Regions from separate parts of the Capra hircus genome. Here region 2 is linked to region 1. A link is a contact called in public Hi-C data. All regions are on one chromosome and are shown on one strand. Each heading gives the region's core, a stretch centred on a gene start, on an enhancer-like site or on the middle of the called end of the contact. The rest is flanking DNA. Distances are from core to core; before and after follow the strand shown. Region 1 overlaps PREX1 (phosphatidylinositol 3,4,5-trisphosphate-dependent Rac exchanger 1 protein). Region 2 has its middle 11 kb from the start of ARFGEF2.

What was found. Hi-C and Micro-C count contacts between places; a contact is called where the count stands out from the background.
Region 2: a contact with region 1 is called in a Hi-C map of blood, with 6 times the contacts expected there. The contact joins two enhancer-like sites. A contact is called at or near these places in 2 of 5 Hi-C or Micro-C datasets (both in blood).

What each region holds. Positions count from the first base shown.
Region 1 is chr13:76,404,183-76,407,115 of ARS1.2, forward strand. PREX1 (phosphatidylinositol 3,4,5-trisphosphate-dependent Rac exchanger 1 protein) reads right to left here. Exons shown (of 40, transcript XM_018057997.1): 17 at 2,283-2,375; 18 at 1,158-1,306. Among named protein-coding and RNA genes, the nearest start is that of PREX1, 150 kb to the right of the region's middle. Within about 2 kb of position 1,474, at least 2 of the 5 cell types and tissues checked have an H3K27ac peak or open chromatin away from gene starts, as enhancers often do.
Region 2 is chr13:76,617,296-76,620,228 of ARS1.2, forward strand. No RefSeq gene overlaps it. Among named protein-coding and RNA genes, the nearest start is that of ARFGEF2, 11 kb to the right of the region's middle. Within about 2 kb of position 1,481, at least 1 of the 5 cell types and tissues checked has an H3K27ac peak or open chromatin away from gene starts, as enhancers often do.

The DNA.
Region 1 (2,933 bases), core at 224-2,723:
GGAGCCTGTTCTAAAACCTCAGGTATTTCTGGAACTTGAAGCAGGCATGTTCCACCATGGTGATTTCTCCCACTTCTACATACCAGCCAAACCATCAATCATGTCCCCGAAACTGACAAGCCTCTGAACTGAAAGAATGCTATTTAAAACTTTCGATCACTCCCATCAACAGAAAACCAGGAGCATCTGCCTTAAATAGAAGGGAGAAGCGAAAAGCAAACGCGCAGGATTTAAAATAGAAAACGCTCCTCCCGGTGCCTCTATCTGGTACGCGACCACTTCTCACCGCGGCTGGGAGGGGCCGGCTGGCAGCCTCCTCTCCACGCTTCCTGCTTCCGCCCCCGCCCTGACAATCTAGCCTCCACCTGCAGCCAGAGAGATGCCGCACTGCCCAGGACCTGGGTCAGATCACGCCGCCCCTCCGCTCAGAACCTTCCAGTAGCTCCATGCTCCTTACTGTGGGCACAGGTCCCACAGGTCCTGGCCTCTACTGTCTGACCGACCTCAGTGCCCACCCTGTTCCAGCCCTATCAGCTTCCTCACTGTTGCTCAAACATACTAGCCCCAGTGCCCCTGGAGGGGCCTCTGCACTTGCCAGCAATCCCCCTCCTCCAGATGTCCCCCTGACCCCCTCCCTCACCCCCCTTCAGGTCTTCACCTCCGTTCTCAGGGGCATCTCCCTGACACACATCTCCTCCACACAGCCCATCACCTGTCCCAGCTTTATAATGGGTTGGGTAAATGTTCGTCTGGATTCTTCTATAAGATGTAATGCAAAAACCCAAATGGTTTATGGCCAACCCGATACATTGGTCCACACTCAACTACCTCCTGGTACGTCCCTCCCTTTTCTGCTTTGACTTTGTTCGTCTCCTGCTCTAGCCTCCAAACAGACTGAGATCTGCGAGGAAACAGATCTATGCAGACGGGACTGCGTCCCCCGAGCCCAAAACACCAGCGAGCACACGGCAGACACCCAGTAAGCACTGTCAGCTGAACAGAGCCAGCAGCACCTTGGCACGTGCCTGTGGGAGGACCTGCCAGCCACGGGGACCTGGGTCAGCCGGGCACCCACCCCCATCACCACCGCCCCTGGGATCCGGGCAACTCATCCCGAGAGGAAGGCCCCCAGACACCCCGCCCCTGGCAACACTCACTCTTTGGCCTTGGCGGCTACCAGGAGGCGCAGCGGGCGGCGGGAGCAGAAAGACTGGTTGAGGATGGACTCCACCTCAGCCAGGGGCCGCAGGAACACCAGATCCTCGTTGATGGAGTAGACCTTCCTCCCCACCTGCAGGCCGGCCATCTGGGCGGGGGCGGGGTGGCGAGGGAGACGAGCACACCAGGTCACTGACCCCCTCTCCTCCTCACTAAGGAGCCACTCGATTCAGGGGCGCAGAGTCACCAGCCCCAGGGACCAAGCAGGACCCGAGTGAGACTCCCCCCGGGGCATCCTCGCTGCCCTCTGTGGTAAACAGTGAGGCAGGCTGGTGAGACCCATGCCAGCCAACGAGCTGTGAAGGGAGGCCTGTGGGGGCCGCTAACGGCAAAGACATCTTCCCTGAGAAGAAGCTTCCAGCCCACCCCTGCTTCCTGCCTGGCTCTGCAAGGACACGAGGCATTGACCTGGGGTGGCCACCTTGTGACCACGAGGCCTTGGCCAGCAAAGGTGAAGAGATGTCAACCCTGAACCAAGACTTATAACCACCTCCTTCTAAACTGCTTACATCACAAGAAAACGGAAGCCCTGGGGCTCCAGCCACTGTCAAGCCCAGCCTGCGGCTACTACATGCAGCCAAACGCCTTTCTGATCGCTATAAGGAAGCAAACAGAGCCCCCTGGAAAAAGTGGCCAGCGCCTCTCTCCCAGCCATCTGCACACCCCTGACAACAGCTGAGAGGCCCTGGGGCTGAAGCCTTGGCCTCCCTCCTCCAGACTTCGTATCCATCCCGGAGCAGCAAAACAAACCTGCCTTGTTCCCGCAGCTGGCTTTTCTATAATCAGCTGAGGCCCCGTGCGGTTTTGTTTTGTTTTGTTTTGTTTTTTTGCGTTTGGCCCCTGCATGGCCAGCAGGGGGAGCTGGTGGTCCACGCTGGGAGGGCAACCTGGATCCCAGGGGCTCCATCACTAGCTCCCAGAGACCTGGACTCAGTCTCCCCAGGAGGACAAGGAGCCAGGAGGAACCACTGCCATTCCCGGGCTTTCTGAGCTGGAGGAGGGTGCCCCACTCTCCTGTCGGCACGCAGCCCGGGAGCCGGGGTGGCCCCTCTGAGCCGCCTCACCTCCGCCAGCGAGCCCCTCTGGACCGACTTCACCACCACAGCCTTGTTCTTCTCCTCGATGTCGAAGCCGTAGTCTTCCTCCTGGGGCAGGATCTGGGGGTTCGAGGCAGGAGAGGTAGTGAGACAGGGAGGGGGGCCTGGAGCCTGCCCCAGCTTGGCCCCACAGGGGCGGGTTGGAGGGGACCGTGACCCAGCCGGCTCCTCATGCCCCAGACCTTCTTAGGGTGGGGCTGGGAGTGGGGTCACCATGTATTCACTTAGCTTTCTTGGCCTGCCTCCCCTTTCCTCCTCCCAACCTGAGGACAGAGCCTCCTTATTTATTATGCTCCACTGTCTCCCCATCTGCTGTCACACTGCAGGTGCTCAATAACAGCTTACTGCCTTAATGAAATAAATCAGACCCCAAAGTGTCCTGCCACCAAGAGCTTAGGGACAGGAAGGGGGTTTAGGGAGGAGCAGTCCCTCCCCATCGCAGGACGACAAGAAGGTTGGGAGGTTTGGGGGCGTCCGTGGTGGTGGGGATATAGGGAAATGCATTTATTTTCTCAGTACATATTTTGCCGAGCTGCTGTCTATTATATGGGCCAGGTACTTCACTGTTTTGGAAACGGCACCAAACAAGACACAGTTCCTGCCTCATGTATAGCTGAC
Region 2 (2,933 bases), core at 231-2,730, 210 kb after region 1:
AATACAAGAATAAAGATGCTTGATAAATGTGTTAGGACTCTTAATTATAAGTGACCAAAAACCCAACCCCAAATGGTTTAAGCAGCAAAAGGGAACTTATTAGCTTCTATAACTGAAAAGTCCAGAGGATGTCCTGATTTCAGGCAGAGTTTGATCCAGGGACTCCAATGCAATCGTTAGCATGAATGTGGATGTTTACAGAAGCGAGAAAGGCCCGAATAAACTGTGGGAAATGTTGTGAGTAGTACCCCAGAGGCTTTTTTCTCCTCCTTTTCTTGACTTAGGCACAGGGCTGTCTGGAATCAGATGGCATTTTCACAAATGTCATATTTCCACAAAACACGTGATTTGGTGATCTGCACAAGATGGTCTCCTTTGTATATTGCTAAGTAAAGATTTCAAGATAAAAGAAAATTAAAGAGCTATTTTCCTCATTATTTCACAAAGAACATTTTAACCACCACTATCCCTTAAAAAGGGGAAAAGACTAAAATATTAGAATAAACAGCAGATATTTACAAAAATTTCACTGTTGCTGCTGCTGCTGCTAAGTCACTTCAGTCGTGTCCGACTCTGTGTGACCCCATAGATGGCAGCCCATCAGGCTCCCCCATCCCTGGGATTCTCCAGGCAAGAACACTAGAGTGGGCTGCCATTTCCTTCTCCAATGCATGAAAGTGAAAAGTAAAAGTGAAGTTGCTCAGTCGTGTCCGACTCTCAGCGACCCCATGGACTGCAGCCCACCAGGCTCCTCCGTCCATGGGATTTTCCAGGCAAGAGTACTGGAGTGGGGTGCCATTGCCTTCTCCTAAAAATTTCACTACATTGTTGTTTTCCTCAAAGTACCATGAATTGGTTACAATAAAAAACAAAACCAAAAACAAATCCAAAACCTTCCTCATTGTCTAGCCAGGTTGTGTGTGTGTGTGTGTGTGTGTGTGTGTGTGTATAGTTGGGGGGATGTTAGGTACCCCAGCTCTAGAAAATTCTGAGATGCGTAAAAAGTGGTTCTTGCCTTAAGGAGCTTCGGGTTCCGGGAAGAAAAAAAAATAGGATAATTGCTTTAATCCTTGAGGCACAAGTAATAAGAGAACCCGGAGGCAGAAATCAGTTCTGACTGTGGGGAAAGCCAGGTGGGGAGCAGAGATCTGAGTGGACTGAGATGAATTCTATGTGCCCATAAGTCTGGGAGGTAATTTTTCCCAGACCAGAGAGAATCTACAGTTCCTAGAGTCTTGGTACCTTTTAGGAGCAGAGATTCTATTGCCAAATAATCTCTTCCAGTTGGGGCATTCATGAAAGCAAGGAGAGGGTTTGGTATGCTCTCCTCCTGAGCCCCAGACACTCTGAAAACCATCCCCTCTGATAGGATCTGGCTTAGAAACTAGCCTTTAACTGCCTGCCCACCCCCCATCCCAGGCAGGTTTGGGAGGGGAGCAGCAGTCCCAGGGCGGGGGTGGGGGGGTGGGGGGTTGGTCAGGAGACAGGTGGGGTCCTCGCACCATCATGAGAGGCCACAGGTGCCTGGAACTGTAGACTTCACAGGGCTGGGCTCCATAAGACTGAGAGCCCGCGCCCCCCACTCCTAATGCCTCTTGGAGAATTCAAGGGACATACAGGGCAGTTGTAGCCGAACTCATGGTGGGGAGGAATTACCCTCTTACCTTTCTAGTCCCAGAGCTCCCTGCTGGAAACACAGAAATGAGAACAGGCAACAGAAGAGAAGGTCAAAGACGGGGGGGTGGGGGGGGAGCCACAGGGAGTATAACGCAGAGGTGTCAGTGTACTAAAATCTTGATTGATTTTTGCACAAGACTGGCAATGAAAATAAAAAAGGAAAAGTCCCCAGACTTTGTAAGATGGGCTCATGGGAAATTATGGTGAGGGAGATTTTTTTCTGATTAGCTCTGGGGAATGAAATAAGCTGGTATGCACTCACACATGACATAAGTATCAGAGGTTCTCCGGGTGCCAAGGTAGCTCAGGAGAGTGATTCTAAGGCAAGAGGAGGAAGCCAAAACTTTTTTCCCTCCTTTTTTTTCCCCCCAGAAGAGAGTAAAATAGATCCAGGTGGCGTCTATCTGAACTGCCTGAACATTGGCGCCCTCTGATGGCCAAGATACAGATTGTGTGAAAGTTGAAGATAGGGGAGGAGTGGAAGGTCTTTGCCTTTTATGAGAAAGGGAAAGGTTAGTGTCTCAGCCGGTAAAGAACCAGCCTGCGGATGCAGGAGACATAAGACACCACAGCTGGATCCCTGGGTCGGGAAAATCCCCTGCATACGGAAATGGCCACCCACTCCAGTGCTCTTGCCTGGAAAATCCCATGGATTGGAAACCTCGTGGGCTACAGTCGGACAGGACGGAAGGTGCTCGCACAGCCCTGCTCTCTCTCTCTCTCTCCAGGGTTAAGGGAACTGCCCATTGGAAAGGGTCATCTTGGAGCTGGAGTCTATAACACCCTTCTCCTTCTGAAGCCACCCTTTCCAACGTTCCCTGGCTCAACGTAAACGGCCTCACCACCTGTTCCCCAAATTAGAATCCTGGGGATGGTTCCAGGCATTCCACCTTCCCTCATCCTCACATTCGGGTCGATCCTGAGACCCAATCGTTTAACTTTTTTCTAAACTGGTCTTGAACCTTCCTGTTTTTCACCACCTCTCCTGCGCTGGTCCAGGCCACCTTCCTTCCCCTGTCAGCTAGAAAACACCAGAAGCTTTCCTCTTTGGAGTATTCTCACTTAGACCCATTCTAGCAGGACAATCTTTTCCTTTGTCATCAAATTATTTTTTTAAATTAAGTAACTGTTCAGGTTACTGCACTGTAGAACAAATCACCTCAAACCTTAGTGGCTTTAAAAATTATTTTAATTTTCCAACAACAACAACGAAAACTGTAGTGACTTAATCATCAGTACCTCTCACTGTTTCTGTA